2 separate regions of the Mus musculus genome follow, and region 2 is linked to region 1. Evidence: chromatin contacts called from public Hi-C data. All regions are on one chromosome and are shown on one strand. The core of a region is the stretch at or near the end of the contact, and the rest is flanking DNA. Distances in the headings are between cores, read along the strand shown. Region 1 overlaps Mef2a (myocyte enhancer factor 2A). Region 2 overlaps Lrrc28 (leucine rich repeat containing 28).

Region 1 (2,978 bases), core at 122-2,621:
TATTTCTTTAAGTGAGTTATTAAATTCCTTCTTTATGTCCTCTACCATCATCATGAGATATGCTTTTAAATCCAGGTCTACCTTTTCAGGTGTGTTAGGGTGCCCTGGACTGGGCGAAGTGGGCATTCTGGGTTCTGATGATGGTGAGTGGTCCTGGTTTCTGTTAGTAGGATTCTTATGTTTACCTTTCGCCATCTGGCAATCTCTGGAGTTAGTTGTTATAGTTGTCTTTGTTTAGAGATTGTTCCTCTGTTGATTTTGTTACCCTCTATCAGCAGACGTGGGAGACTAGCTCTCTCCTCTGAGTTTCAGTGGTCAGAGCAGTCTCTGCAGGCAAGCTCTCCTCTTTCAGGGAAGGTGCACAGTTATCTGGTGTTTGGACCTCCTCCTGGCTGAAGATGAAGGCCCAAAACAGGATCTTTCCCAGAAGCTGTGTTGCTTTGGCCAGGAAGGTGGCCGGTTGTCTGGAGCCGAAGATGGCGCCGCCTCAGAAGCTCTGTGGCTCTCGCCTGTCCCAGAAATGGCTGGCCTCTGTATTCCACACCGTCACCCGTGCAGCCTGCCCTCCGTGGAGTCCTGGAGCCAAGGAGGCTCCCGCCGGGGCCTGAGGCAGAAACCTCTCGGGCCGGGCGGACCCCTGTGCTCTCACCAGGAAGGTGGCCGGTTGTCTGGAGCCGGTAGTCTTGGTTCTATAAGAGAGCAGGCTGAGCAAGCCAGGTGAGGCAAGCCAGTAAAGAACACCCCTCTATGGCCTCTGCATCAGCTCCTGCTCCCTGACCTGCTTGAGTTCCAGTCCTGACTTCCTTTGGTGATGAACAGCAGCATGGAAGTGTAAGCTGAATAAACCCTTTCCTCCCCAACTTGCTTCTTGGTTTGATGTTTGTGCAGGAATGGAAGCCCTGACTAAGACAGGTTTATACATGTATTGGGGCCAGAGGTCAATGCCAAGTATCCTCTTCTGTACATTTCTATCTCTTTTTTAAGATTTATGTTTATTATATGCATGCATGTGTGTCTGTGTGGGTGTATGTGCACATAAATGTAGTACCTAAAAGCTAGATGAGAGTGTCATAACCCTTGGATCTGGAGTTACAGGTTACTGTGAACTGCCCAAAGTGAGTGCCAAGAACCAAACTCAGGCTCTCTACAAAAGAAGTGCATGCTCTTCACCACAAAACCATTTTCTCCAGCCACCCCACTACCTTCTTTGAGTGTATGTGGATGTCTACAGAGGCCAGAGAGGACACTGTATCCTCTGGAGTTGGAAATGCAAGCAGTTTTAGCTGCTCAGTGATGGTATTGAGAACTGAACTCGGGTCTTCTGGAAGAGCACAAGCACTGGTAAACAATGAGTCATCTCTCCAGTTTCGTTTAAGTCACTGTAATCACCAACTGGCTCGTGTGGCTGGCCACAAGCTCTTCAGACCTTAAGCCTGTTTCTGCTCTTTCATCACTGGGAATTACAGGCATTATTATTCCATAACTGACTTTTCTACAGATGCTGAGGATCAGAATGTTGGTCCTCATGCCTGAGCAACAAGAACTTTACTCACTTAGCCATCTCAGCCTCTCTGCTCTTCCCAAAAATACATTTTCAAAACCATTTCTTTGAAGTTACAAATCACAAAGGGTTGATACTAAAGGAAGGAGTTGGTGAATCAAAGAACTTAGCATATAACAATCTTCTCCTCTTTATTATTCCAACATAGTCCAACTTGAGTAAGCTTAGATGATGCGTTCTCAGCAATCAATTTTTAAAAATGTTTCAAATATGGCACCAAAGTTGATAAACTGAAAATTAATATGAATATAATACTTTCAAGCTTTCTAAATGCAAACTTCATTTTACCTGAAACATTTAAGTCTATTTTTAACATTAGAGAGTATTTTTTAGAATAAGAGGAATAAGAATTTCTCACAAATCTCTCATCTCTGTATATGCATGCCCTCCTGTTATCAGTATTCCCTGGCAGAATAGTACATTTATCGTAGCTCTAAGCCCACAGTGGCACACCAGTATCACTCAATCTCCATGGTTTACATCAGAGTCCACTTCTTGTACATATCTCCGGTTTGAATACATATATAACATGTATTACACATTTACATTATCATAGAACATGTTTTCACTGCCAATGACAGGCAACAACCCAATGATAGTCAACTATTTGGATCGACAACAATTTATTTCTCCGATCATGCACTGAAAGATGTACTAGTGTTGTCTAAATTTTGGCAATTAAAAAAATAAAGCTGCTATAAGCATGTATGCACAAATTTGAATAAAATTAACTATTCAACTCTTCTAGCTAAATACTAAGGAATGCAGTTTGTTAGCTGATCCTATGTTAAATAGATTTAGTCTAGTAACAGAGTGTCAGCAGCACAGTAAACTCAGATTCCAAATTTGCTGAAGCATGGGTGTAGAAAGTGTTAGAGTTATAAACTCCAGAAGAGCCAAAAGAAAACTGAAGGAAAAGAACAAAGGACTTTAAAACTTAAAATAAGCCTTCAATAATTAAGGCTATGTGGCATTGGTCAAAGGATATACCAAAAGTCATGCAACAGCAAAGAGAGCAATAGAACCACAGACACACACAGTCGACTGGTCTTTAAAAAAGAAAGTTAAAAACACTGAGAAAAGAAGCTTTAAAACAAACCATGCTGAAACAACTGCATATTTAAAAAAGAACTTCAATTATAGACCTTAAACCCACAAAAATATAACTCAAAATGGATACAAGACCTAAATATAAAATGAATTTACAAGGTTCATAAATGAATTGGGGCTTGGTTTGACACTTTTCACTTATTCTTCAAAAGATAGGGCCTCACTAAGCACCCCAGGCCGGCCTTGATTTTGACACTTCGACATAAACCTAGAACATGGGACCCCCACACACCCACACCTCAGCTTCCTGAGAGCTGCAGTTACACAGCCGCACCAGTCACCACACCCAGTCTCATCAATAACTTAT
Region 2 (2,978 bases), core at 316-2,815, 310 kb after region 1:
AAAAAGCTCTGCAGCACATGCCTGTAACCAGAGCTGGGGACGCAGCAGCACATGCCTGCAACCAGAGCTGGGGGCGCAGAGAGGGTCTAGGTTGACCCTGCTTGGTGAGTACCAGACCAGGGGAGATTTCCCTCAAAAAAAAGACATCTGAGGAACAAGTTACAAAGTGGTCCTCTGCTACCCTCTTCCCACACACTCCCTCCCCACAACACCCCCCCATAAGAATTTTAAAGAATCTATTATTTTATATGTAACTAAATTCTTAGTTAATTGCACCAAGTACTTAGTTTACTATTTCCCAACAGCAGTTTGTCTAGTAATTTTCCTGGCCATTTATTGTCTTATTAGATGTCTCCATTTAATCTGTCTTAGCTGGACTTACATTTTAAAGCAAATAAATTGAAAGTCCTTTAAATTAAAATTCCCTAACTTACCAACCAAAATAGGTTTAAGGAGCTAGAGATAGAAAGACAGGGTCCGGGGCTCATCAAATTTTTATAAAGCAAAATATAAATGACACTGTTTTCAAACTAAGAATTATAAGTATGCTTACCTTCTGGAACCACAACTATGTTATTTGAGTGAAGGTACCTGTGACAAAAGGAGGGGAAAGTTGCTGTCATTATTCAGTATTTTGTCAGATAACCAGCTAATACAAGCTCTGTTTGAAAACTTATCAAATATAAGCAAAACTTCCAAAACACACAGACATAACAACAGCTAATGCTTTGAGAGTAATATGCTAAATAACAAATATTAAATATATCTTCTGATTTAGTCATTTTAAAATCATTAATATAAAAAAATCATAAGGTATTTAACCTCATTAAAAAATTTCTAGTTCCATAGGCTGGAGAGACGGCTCAGAGGTTACTCCAGATTCCCGTTCAATTCTCAGCAACACCATGTGATATTTTATAACCACCTTCAGTTAGATGTAAGGCCCTCTTTTGGTGTGCAAGCATACATGTAGGCAGAACACACTATATATAGTAAATAAATAAATCTTTTTTAAAATTACTAGTACATCTAGTTCATTAAATTATTTAGGTTTTCAGAAATATATTTACTGTGTAAAGAAAAATCAATACCTATTGTGTAAAAGGAAAGATCAGTTTTAGTTTCTAAACAGTAAAAGTGGACTGAAGACAATTCTAACTGGCTCAGCTAGCCATTAAGAGAGAGCACTTGTTCTTACAGGGTCCCAGCACCCACTTGGTGCCTCCTAACCGTCTATAATTCCAATTCCAGAAAACAAGCACCCTTTTCTTCACTACACAGGCCCTAGGTGTGCATATGGCACGTACATACTTGCAGGGAAAATACCCAAACAAAATAATCTTTAAAACAAAACAAACAGAAAACTCTTAAAGATGTCTCTAGTTGGCATGCTTACTGTAACCCAAGAATAGAGATTAGATGTTCACTAACGTCTCCGCAGAAATACTCAGATGCCAAGACACAGAAATCTGACTTCTCAGCAGCAGAAGTCTTCTTTAAAAAGACCTACAAGTCCAGGCTTGTCTAAGTCATCAACACTTTCCCACTGAAGCATCTTTGGCACACTCTGGTGGGGACTCCAGGTACCATCTGAAACTATATATATTCAGAGCTACATGCCATGACTGCCAGAGATCGTACAGTAAAAATAAAATCAGTAATAAAACTGATTTTCTTGTGAGGTAGGACAACTCGATTTTAGAACACTTGATTTCAAACCAGCCAATTTATTGTAGGTAAAAAAATAAATCCCCAAAGTATTTTAAAATATAACTTAGAAATTTTCTTTCATGTTTTGACTATCTTTAGTGAGTGCTAAAATGTCAGTAAGAACAGAATTATAAAAGCAGAAAAATTGTGAAGGCTTTTTTTATGCCGAATTAAACCAGTGCTGTACAGAATGTTAACCTGTGGGTTCTGAAATCAGCTAAGACCAGACACACTCAGATGTGAGATTTTTTTCTTCCAGGAAATACCTAAGGGCTTTTCACTAATGACTCTAAGGTTTGAAACCAGCTTTTCAAAAGATACTATGAAGAGAAGCGACCAGGCTGTCTGACAAGATCACATCCTCAGGAGAAGACAAGGAAAGCTGAGGAGAAACAAGCACCCCTGCCATGCCACTTGGCCACCAAGCATTCCCTCTCCTTCCTTCCATGTTCCATCACCACTGGCTGACAGAGGAGAGACCTGAGCCTAGAGTGTCTGCTCTTCTTGACAGTCAATCAAGCAACAAAGCCTTTTCTTTTGGCAAAAGCTGCAGTCATAGGACTGGCTTCTGTGTTTGCCAGGAAGTAAGCCTTCACTTGATAACTATGTGACACAATTTAACCAAGTGTGCACTCTAAAACTCATTCTTCACTCTGTGTATATGAATTGATTACACATTTTGAACTCAATACTTTGGAAACATTCTTTTTTTTTGGTTTTTCGAGACAGGGTTTCTCTGTATAGCCCTGGCTGTCCTGGAACTCACTTTGTAGACCAGGCTGGCCTCGAGCTCAGAAATCCGCCTGCCTCTGCCTCCCGAGTGCTGGGATTAAAGGCGTATGCCACCATGCCCAGCTCCTTTGGAAACATTCTTGTTCAAGGTCATTTGTGCCAAAAAACTGTAAATCAATGTGCAGGTACACTCACTACAGTATGTAAATATGAACAGATGCCATCACATAAAAATCACAAAAAAAAAAGAGTACCCATTATTATGACTGAAACTTAACAACACATTTTAATACACTAATGTGTCTATATTAAAATAAAGATGCTATATACCACTAGAGTGTTCCTGATCCTAACTACACATTGGAACTATCAGGGTCTCCAAAAGATCACTCATTTGTGCACTAAGTACAATGCAATCCCAATTCCACAAATCATTTTAGGAGACAACAAACTGAGAGTCCACGTGGAACAGGCAGCAAGCCCTTTCTTAGTAACTGGGTGACAGGTCCCCCAGAGCACCCCACTGCCTTTATTGA

What was found. A called contact is a pair of places that touch in the nucleus more often than the background predicts.
Region 2: a Hi-C map of bone marrow-derived macrophages shows a contact between it and region 1, with 17 read pairs. The contact joins two enhancer-like sites. A contact is called at or near these places in 2 of 484 Hi-C or Micro-C datasets (bone marrow and bone marrow-derived macrophages), 3 of 115 datasets of contacts at active chromatin or transcription factors (fibro-adipogenic progenitors, kidney and microglia) and 2 of 9 other capture datasets (adipose tissue and liver).

The regions. Positions count from the first base shown.
Region 1 is chr7:67,303,765-67,306,742 of GRCm38.p6, forward strand. All of the region lies in intron 3 of Mef2a (myocyte enhancer factor 2A), which reads right to left. Among named protein-coding and RNA genes, the nearest start is that of Mef2a, 68 kb to the right of the region's middle. Within about 2 kb of position 1,372, at least 11 of the 459 cell types and tissues checked have an H3K27ac peak or open chromatin away from gene starts, as enhancers often do. A contact at or near this core is called in bone marrow-derived macrophages, where this site is marked.
Region 2 is chr7:67,618,521-67,621,498 of GRCm38.p6, forward strand. It overlaps Lrrc28 (leucine rich repeat containing 28), which reads right to left. Exons shown (of 10, transcript NM_175124.5): 4 at 554-591. Among named protein-coding and RNA genes, the nearest start is that of Lrrc28, 25 kb to the right of the region's middle. Within about 2 kb of position 1,566, at least 37 of the 459 cell types and tissues checked have an H3K27ac peak or open chromatin away from gene starts, as enhancers often do. A contact at or near this core is called in bone marrow-derived macrophages, where this site is marked.